Regions from separate parts of the Mus musculus genome. Here regions 1 and 2 are each linked to region 3. Evidence: chromatin contacts called from public promoter capture Hi-C data. All regions are on one chromosome and are shown on one strand. Each heading gives the region's core, a stretch centred on a gene start, on an enhancer-like site or on the middle of the called end of the contact. The rest is flanking DNA. Distances are from core to core; before and after follow the strand shown. Region 1 overlaps Abr (active BCR-related gene). Region 2 holds the start of Cpd (carboxypeptidase D). Region 3 holds the start of Bhlha9 (basic helix-loop-helix family, member a9).

Region 1 (2,700 bases), core at 64-2,563, 160 kb before region 3:
TGCATCAGTTTGGTTTCATATGGAGCAAGGAGCCCAAGAGCCAGGACATCTATCTGCGGCTGCTTGTCAAGCTGTACAGGTTTCTGGCCAGACAGACCAACTCCACCTTCAATCAGGTTGTGCTGAAGAGGTTGCTCATGAGCCGAACCAACCGGCCATCTCTGTCCCTGTCCCGCATGATCTCCTGGCCGGGAGAACAAGACTGCTGTGGTTGTGGGGACGGTCACAGATGATGTGCAGATTCTGCAAGTTCCCAAGCTGAAGGTGTGTGCACTGTGGGTGAGCAGCCGGGCCTGGAGTCGCATCCTCAAGGCTGGGGGTAAGATCCTCACCTTTGACCAGCTGGCCCTGAAGTCTCCCAAGGGCCGGGGCACTGTGCTCCTGTCTGGTCCTCCGAAGGGCTGAGAGGCATTTTGGCAAGGCCCCAGGAACCCCACACAGCCATACCAAACCCTATGTCCGTTCCAAGGGCCGGAAGTTTGAGCGCGCCAGAGGCCGAAGGGCCAGCCGAGGCTACAAAAACTAACCCTGGATCTTACTGTTAATAAAAAAAGCATTGGATGTTGAAAATAAAATAAAATATAAAAAAAGAAGTGACTGCTAAATACCATCCTGGCCAGTGAGATTCTGAGAGGCCTCTGGCTTGATTTGGTTACTTGCCGTGAACTTGGCTGTGATGACAGGAGCTACAACAGCCATTCTGCTGCTGGGAGGAAAAAGTGAAAAGCTAGCAAAGATATCTCTGTGAGCCGTGAGGCTACGGAGCCAACTGAAACCAGTGCGCCTCGTTTCCTGAGAAGTAGGAAATAAAAGCCCTAGCAGATCAGGTTTCTGCCATGTGTGATGCAAGCTATTTCTAAGTAATACCCTTCCATCCCAGTAAAGGAAGACAGTCTAGCACGCGATAAAACTTCCCAGGCACGGTGAAGCAGAGAATGGGGATGAGGGGACCAAACATTCCAGGGATTATCACTTTCTAAGAGCAAGGGATGGAGAAGACAGACTCCATCCATTGTCTTTGAGTTTTCAACCTTTGTGCCTAGCATCAGGTAGCCACTTCTGGGCAGATACTTGGCTGAGTGGACAGTGGACAGGGAGAGCAAGCGCCAGGCCTGCAAGGTCTCCACTGGATGATACGTGTGAAGCACTTAGCACGTACTAAGCACCCAATACATCTTAGCTGCTATTGTTGATATTATTAATTAACTCTTGAACGATGTGTGGGTGCCTGCCAGGCGGGTGGGGGCCGGGAGCAGAGTTCTAGGCAAGGAGGAGGCTTGGCAATGGCGCAAGTATGAGAAACAGCAGGGCCCCTTACGGGTCTATAAATAGCCACCATGGCTGGAACACTGAGTGAGCGAGGAGGTGAAGGGAACAGCACGACAGAAGGGGGCACAGACTAGATCCTGAGTCAAGCTGGAGGGTGGTCAGGACTTGGAGCTCTGTTGAGTCAGCTTGCTAGCCCAGAGACCCCCGCCATGGGGGCACGGAACACAGCAGTTCCTCCTGACACGCTCCTGAGTGTCATACGCAGGTATAATCTGTGCCACCCAGAGAAGACATCACCCGTGAATGTGGGGTACCGTACTCCCAGTCTGTGATGAAGCCAGTATACTGAGAGCAGCCAGATGACAGGCCCTCGAACACAAATCCAAGCAATGAGAGAAGTGGCCGGTAAGAGGCGAGTTCAAACCAACGTGCCTCATTAGCCCTCATTTCTACTACCTCAGGTGCCCAAATGGCAGGAGATCAGTGTTCAAGACAATCTTGTCTTAAAGCTGGACTGAACCAAAGACCAACAGGCATAGCTGGACAGACACAATGAGGGCCCCAAGCTCCAAGCAGATGCTGATAAAAGGCCTGGGGTCCTCTCTTCCTCTTCTGCAGAGTCTAAAGAACCTACAGGTACAGGAGGATATAATTCCAGGTGGAGAGTGGTCCTGACATCCCAGCACGGATGACATCAAGGCTAACTATAAGTAGGTCATTTTCTACCTGGGAATCAATGGGGGTGTGGTGGGGGCAGAGAAGAAGCACAGAGGAAAGCACGGGCCTAACCATCAATCCGACGAAAGCAACATCAAGTCTGTCTGAGACCTGTCCTGCTGGCCCCAGGAGCTTCTTTGACCAACACTTATACACTGTGATTCACAACTGTGCCACACCGGACATGTTACTTCATTTCATCTGCAAAGGTCCATCTTGCAGATACTAGGTAAAACAAAAGCAGCCAGATATGAAAGCACACAATATAGGACGCTGTCACACACAGTTTAAGAACAAGTGAAACCCAGGGCTGGAAACAGGCAGTGCGCTGACTGGGACAGGCATGAGCAAACTTTCAAGGGTGATGGGAACATTCCCTAGCTTGATCGACTTATATAAAGAGACGTGGAAATGTTTTCTCAGTTGAATACCCAAGTCTGGTATACTTTATAAAAGTATGGTTTTGGGGCTGGAGAGATGGCTCAGCAGTTAAGAGCACTGACTGCTCTTCCAAAGGTCCTGAGTTCAATTCCCAGCAACCACATGATAGCTCAGAACCATCTGTAATAGGATCCCCTGCCCTCTTCTGGTGTGTCTGAAGACAGCTACAGTGTGCTCATATATATAAAATAAATAAACAAATCAGAAAGAAAGAAAGAAAGAAAGAAAGAAAGAAAGAAAGAAAGAAAGAAAGAAAGAAAGGGAGAGAGAGAG
Region 2 (2,700 bases), core at 141-2,640, 170 kb after region 3:
GTAGCAGAGGAAGTGACTGGGGGTGTCGTTTGCTATTTCTGAACTACATTCTGTCTCCCTGGCAGTGGAGCACTGAGTAACCAGGCTTAGATTCCCCGATGTTAGTCAACCAGTCTGCCCTTCAATTTCCCCGTATGCAAAACAAGAGTACCAGTGGTGTCTAGAGGATATGAGTGGTGTCTAGGTCGCCCGGTTGTGGTCAACATCGAGTGACATAATGCAGTCGCAGAAAGTGCTTGCCACAGTGCTTCTAGTGACAAGCTTAGCTACATACATAATGAAGGTGCTAACTTAGGAATCCTTAAAATCCGTACCCGTTGCTCATATACGATGGTCTTTCAAAAATAGGGATAGAATGGGAGGGGGGAAAAAGCCCCCCGGCTTGCCCTGCACAAATGACAGCCACAAGCAGGCTTCTTTACAGTTAGCAAGAGGAAGAGGTACTGCAACCTGGCCTCCGTTCCAGTTACTGGGTGTCACTCTCCACACCGACTGCCCCCGACCCCTTAGGCTGGCAAGCACTGTTTGGGCGCCTGCTGGCTGTCAAAATAAGCCTCCTGGCCTCGAAGGCTCACGTGGGACCGAAAGCAGTCAGGCAACGCTTACTTGTTCCTGCGGATCCAGTCGATGAGGGCGCGCACCTCCGGCACCTCATCCAGGGAAGGTGGCTCGCCGGTGCTGAACTGGTCAGGGAAGCTGCGGTTGAGGTCGCGGCCTCGGCTGTTGTCACGGCCGCTGGTCCCAGGCGGGCCGCTGTCGCCGAGGCCGCAGTCACCCTCGCGGGCACGTTCGAAGCCATCCGGGTTCAGGCTGGGCAGCAAATACACGTCGGTGGTGTTGAGCAGGCGGACCAGGCGCGGGTCCCCGCGGCGGTAGCCCGACGCCAGCTCGCGGGCCAGGTAGACCAACACCTGGCGTGACACCGTCTCGTCGCCGTGCATGTTACCCACCAGCTTCACCTGCGGCCGGCCGGGCAGCAGCGGCCCCGCGGCGTCCAGCCCCGCGGCGGCGGTGGGCGGCGGCCCCAGGCCCGCTGTGAGGCGCAGCACCCACAGCGGCCGGCCCTCCACCGAGCTGCCGATGCTGAAGAGACGCGCCAGGCCGGGTGGCCCCGCGGCCGCCGCCGCTTCCAGCGCCTCGCCCAGCGCCGCTTCGTGGTAGTAGTGGTCAAACTGGCCCTCGGCCGCCTCGGAGCCGCCAACGGTTGTCGTGGTCGCCTCAGCCTTCTTGATGTGCGCCGCCTGGGCCGAGCTCCTCAGTAGCAGCAGCAGCAGCAGCAGCGGTGGCGGCGGCAGCAGACGCAGGCGTCCCAGCCGCCAGGGCGGCCGCTCATCCCGGCCGCTCGCCATCTTCCAGCAACGCCGCTAATACCGCTCCGCTCCAGCGGCTCCACACTCCGGGAGGCGGCAGCCCGCCGGATCCCCTCCGCGCCTAGCAACCCCATCCCGCCTTCCAGCCTTAGCCAATCGTAGCCTTGAATGCTTGGGTGTCACTCTAGGGGGCGGGGCTTTCCTTAAAGCGGACGATTTTCCCTCTGGGCGTGTCTCCACTCCAGTCCTTAGGGACTTTAGTCGCTTTCCTTTCCTCCACTAAGGTTCTACCCTCTGTCTTCCCGCCTCCCTATTTCCTCTTCTACTTCTCTCGTTTTGTTTTGTTTTGTTTTGTTTTGTTTTGTTTTTTGCTCAGTCTCTTCTTTATGGCTTCTCCTCTGAAATTCTCTGAGAGCTTTTACTAGCCCCCTTCTTCGTTGCAGCATTTCTTAGCTACGCTTTAATGCTTTAGAGTCAGTAATCAAAAGAATCGAAAGGTTCCAAAGATTAAAGGACTCTTGAGAAAATCAGGAAGTTAGAAAGAATCTTAATCTCCTTGGAGAATCAAAGACCTCCTTAGTCCCATCTCCTTTGCACCTTCCTCCCCGCCCCCCCCCCATCCCCCTTGATCGGTTCTGCCTGGGCTTGAGCCCATCTGCCTACATGCAGTTGAAGAGAATGAGACACCTCATAAAGCAATCAATTCTATTTTTGATTTGTCGCGTGACTAGGTATCTCCTTTATTAAGTGGAAACTTCCATAGTAGGCGCCCTCTGTCTTAATGTGGTCTTAATTGGCCATTCAAAAGTGTTGGATTGTAACTATCTTCTTTGTGTGCTGGTCTCTGCTCTCACTGAGGAGATATCGTTTTTTAGTGACCTTACCCTCCTCTCACACTTCTTTTGAGTAGGAGCATCTAGATCACCTCTATACAGCCATAGCTATAGTTTTGGAATGCTGTCTTTAAGAGATAGATTTGCCATGTCTAGAAATACCTGCTTGGCAAGTGTACTTCCCCCAAGGTATTTGGGTAAGTCCAGAAAAACCTAACCTTCCAAGTAAAGTTTAATCACGTTAGCTTGAAGAAATTTGAAGTTTGGCAATCCTTTTATCAAGCGTGAAATTCTAACCCATCTAATGACATAATTGTGATAACCATTATCATTCCCTTCTTTCGGTGCTGGATGGTTCGAGTTTCTGAACTCTAATTGAATCTTCATAGAGCCCGTGGAATTCACTGATTACTGAGTATTTATTGAGTAATTGGTGTCTGTCAAAGCTAGAAGCTGGGAAGCAAGGCATTGCTTGCATAGTTAGAGATCCAATGCAGGGATGAACAATGCAATACATCTGTGGGGACATTCCTGAGGAAAACCTCATTCAGTCTGAG
Region 3 (2,700 bases), core at 26-2,525:
GAGGCTGGCCTCTGCCTCCCAAGTGCTGGGATTCCAGGTGTGTGCCAACATGCTGGGCTTAGCTGTTTTCTGTTCCACATATGTTGAACTTATTAGAGGAATCCATCCTGATAAATACAGCCTTTAGGTTATTTCATCAGTGAATGCAGGCAGTTGGTTTCCCAGTGCCCCGTTCTTTCCCTCTGCAGGAAAACTCAGCTTGAAAGCAATGAGGTCATTGGTAATATGTGTGTGACCTGTGTGCCCATCCTGGCTGGTGCCACAGCATTTGGAATGTGGCTGGGAATGAGGTTAAACTTAATCTTATGTTGCTCCTGATAAATCATGAATGCATACCTGAAATTCCATGGGGGAGTCTGTCTTTCTTCCTTCCTTCTTTCCCTCCTTCCATCTTTTTCCTCTCTTTCTTTCCCTTTTTTGATCTTGTTTAAAATTCCAGTCCTCAGTGACAGCGATGGAGAGAGTGCCCTGGATTCCTAACCTGACCTTACTCTGTAGAGGGACTGGGCTGCTTAAAGGCCCTGGACATTAAGAGTTGCTCCCTGATGGGTATTGCAAGGGAAGCCAGACATAAAAGTCCTCATCACTCTTTGCTTCTGACTCAGCCCAGCTCTGCCTGAAGAAAGGGAAGCCCCCCCAAAAGTAGGGGGAATGTTGGGCTTAATCCAAACACCAACCCAGAATCCAGACGAGCCTCACGGTGGTAGCTGAAAGGTTTCTTGTAGCACAGCAGGGTTGGCTGCCTCTGATCTGCTCCTCCTTTCTGGATTCTTCTGCAACGGCCAGGCTGTACCTTAGTGTCAACTCTGGCTGCTCACAGATGGCGTTCAGGATGGAGCTCAGCAGTAGGTGCTCTTAGTCGGTGAGACATCTCTCCGGCCCTCAAGGTTTTTAAAATTCACTCAATCCACCCTTGCTATCCTTCTGCAACCCTATCTGCTCCCTTGCCAAGAATCTAATGTGGCATTCTACCTGGGGTCAGGAGTAGGGGAAACCGAACCCGGTTGCCGGAGAGGGTCCGTGCAGCACAGCAAGTATGTTCCCTGTGACAACTGGAGCATTGCCCAGGGCGTGGCCAGGCTGCCCAGCTGGTCCTGTGTACAAGAATCTGCACGCTTCCTTCCTTGCTTGCTTCCTTCCTCTCAGGTCCTCCCTCACCATCTCACCTGGGGGCAGGTAATAAAGCAGGAGGAGGGAGATGGATGGACTGGGAGGGCGGGGAGCCGCGTGGTGCCATAAAGCCCAGCTAGAGAGGACCTGTCCAGAGAGTGTCCAGCCAGCAAGAGCCATCAGTCAGTGGACCAGCAGCCTTTTGGACCCAAATAGCTGAAGCTGTGAGACCAGGACATAGGCCATGCTCCGAGGCACGCCAGGACTAGGCCTCGGGGGCCTGAACCGGGCTGAGGATTTTGTGGAGGACTTGGGGCGCTCCTGCTCGGAGGCTGGCAGGAATTTTGGAGTGCTGAGGAGGAGCAGCTTGGACGAGGCAGAAGAGGCAGCTGGCAGAAAGCGCGAGCGGCCCACACGGTCCAAGGCTCGGCGCATGGCGGCTAACGTGCGGGAGCGCAAGCGCATCCTGGATTACAACGAGGCGTTCAACGCGCTCCGCCGGGCGCTGCAGCATGACCTCGGAGGCAAGAGGCTCTCCAAGATCGCTACGCTGCGCAGGGCCATCCACCGCATCACTGCTCTATCCTTGGTCCTGCGTGCCAGTCCGGCGCCCCGCTGGCCCTGCGGACACCTGGAGTGTCACGGCCAGGCTGCCCAAGGCTCGAGCACGGGGAATTCCAGCTTCAGTGTTCCGCGGTCAGCGCCGTCTCCTATAGCGCCTAGCCTAACGCGCAGGGACATCGCCAGCCCCTTAGTGCCGCCTACACCGCGCTGCGCTTCGTGTTCCCCGCACTCGCACTTGGGGCGGCCTAGGGTGATGGCCGAAGTGCCCAATTTGGCCCAAACCTCCGGGGGAAACTGGCGTCAATGTCCTGGGGCTCCCCCTGTTCGACCGGTTTCGTGGCGGTGGGGTTCTGGGCTGGGCTACCAGCACTCTTGATCGTGCCACCCAGAGGGAAGCCGGCTTGGCCCGAGTGACTGCAAAAGAGAAGATGGCAGAAGTCATCCTGGACAGAGCAAAATTGAATGGGGTTGTGACTTGCGTGGCAAAGGAGGATGTCTTACCATGGGAAGGAACTACCGGGCTCAGGGCAGCCTTCCCACATCCCAGCCTGGGGTGGTGAAAAAGAAGGGAGATTTTAGGTTTGGACTTGGTCAACCCCTTGTTCCTGGAAAGTGGCCTTTGCTTTCCTTTGCTTCTGAGCCCTCCTTTTCCCTTGCCGCCTTTGGAAAGTGGGACTTGTGGGACTGTGTGGGTAGGCAGCTGCTATGATCTGAGGGCATATGCTGTGGTCCTCTTCCCCGGTTTGGGCTGCTGCTGAACTGAGAGAAGCCCAGAAAATGATCAAATAAAAAGGAAACATGTCTTCTCCGTCTGCTATCAGGACTCCAATGAGTTCAGTGTCCTAGTATGACAGAAAAGCCTCAGAAACGGGGTATTATCTTGGAAGGATGAATAGGGTCTACAGCCCCCAGGTAGGCACTGGATCACTGGTATATAGCAGGAATGGCTAGACACTCCTCTGTGTGCTGGAGACACTATTTGGGGAAAGTTAATGGTGGCATTGGAGGCTGCCGGAAGTGTAGCCG

The links. Promoter capture Hi-C pulls out the DNA fragments that hold promoters and counts their contacts.
Region 1: a contact with region 3 is called in a promoter capture Hi-C map of hippocampal neurons, with 2.5 times the contacts expected there. The contact joins the enhancer-like site here to the promoter of Bhlha9 in region 3. A contact is called at or near these places in 14 of 39 promoter capture datasets (the 3T3-L1 cell line, 3T3-L1-derived adipocytes, the C10 cell line and 9 more), 1 of 484 Hi-C or Micro-C datasets (bone marrow-derived macrophages), 6 of 115 datasets of contacts at active chromatin or transcription factors (the 230-238 cell line, bone marrow-derived macrophages, craniofacial prominence and 3 more) and 2 of 9 other capture datasets (adipose tissue and liver).
Region 2: a promoter capture Hi-C map of stem cell-derived epiblast-like cells shows a contact between it and region 3, with 4 times the contacts expected there. The contact joins the promoter of Cpd here to the promoter of Bhlha9 in region 3. A contact is called at or near these places in 16 of 39 promoter capture datasets (the 3T3-L1 cell line, 3T3-L1-derived adipocytes, the C10 cell line and 10 more), 1 of 15 datasets of contacts at CTCF or cohesin (pro-B cells), 6 of 484 Hi-C or Micro-C datasets (all in embryonic stem cells), 7 of 115 datasets of contacts at active chromatin or transcription factors (embryonic stem cells, large pre-B cells and memory CD8 T cells) and 3 of 9 other capture datasets (adipose tissue, embryonic stem cells and pancreatic islet).

What each region holds. Positions count from the first base shown.
Region 1 is chr11:76,514,043-76,516,742 of GRCm38.p6, forward strand. All of the region lies in intron 1 of Abr (active BCR-related gene), which reads right to left. It also overlaps the pseudogene Gm12341. Among named protein-coding and RNA genes, the nearest start is that of Abr, 56 kb to the right of the region's middle. Within about 2 kb of position 1,314, at least 11 of the 459 cell types and tissues checked have an H3K27ac peak or open chromatin away from gene starts, as enhancers often do. A contact at or near this core is called in hippocampal neurons, where this site is marked.
Region 2 is chr11:76,845,618-76,848,317 of GRCm38.p6, forward strand. Cpd (carboxypeptidase D) reads right to left here and starts at 1,391. Exons shown (of 21, transcript NM_007754.2): 1 at 607-1,391. The coding sequence starts at 1,349.
Region 3 is chr11:76,671,195-76,673,894 of GRCm38.p6, forward strand. It overlaps Bhlha9 (basic helix-loop-helix family, member a9), which reads left to right and starts at 1,276. Exons shown (of 1, transcript NM_177182.4): 1 at 1,276-2,482. The coding sequence starts at 1,355. The coding sequence ends at 2,050.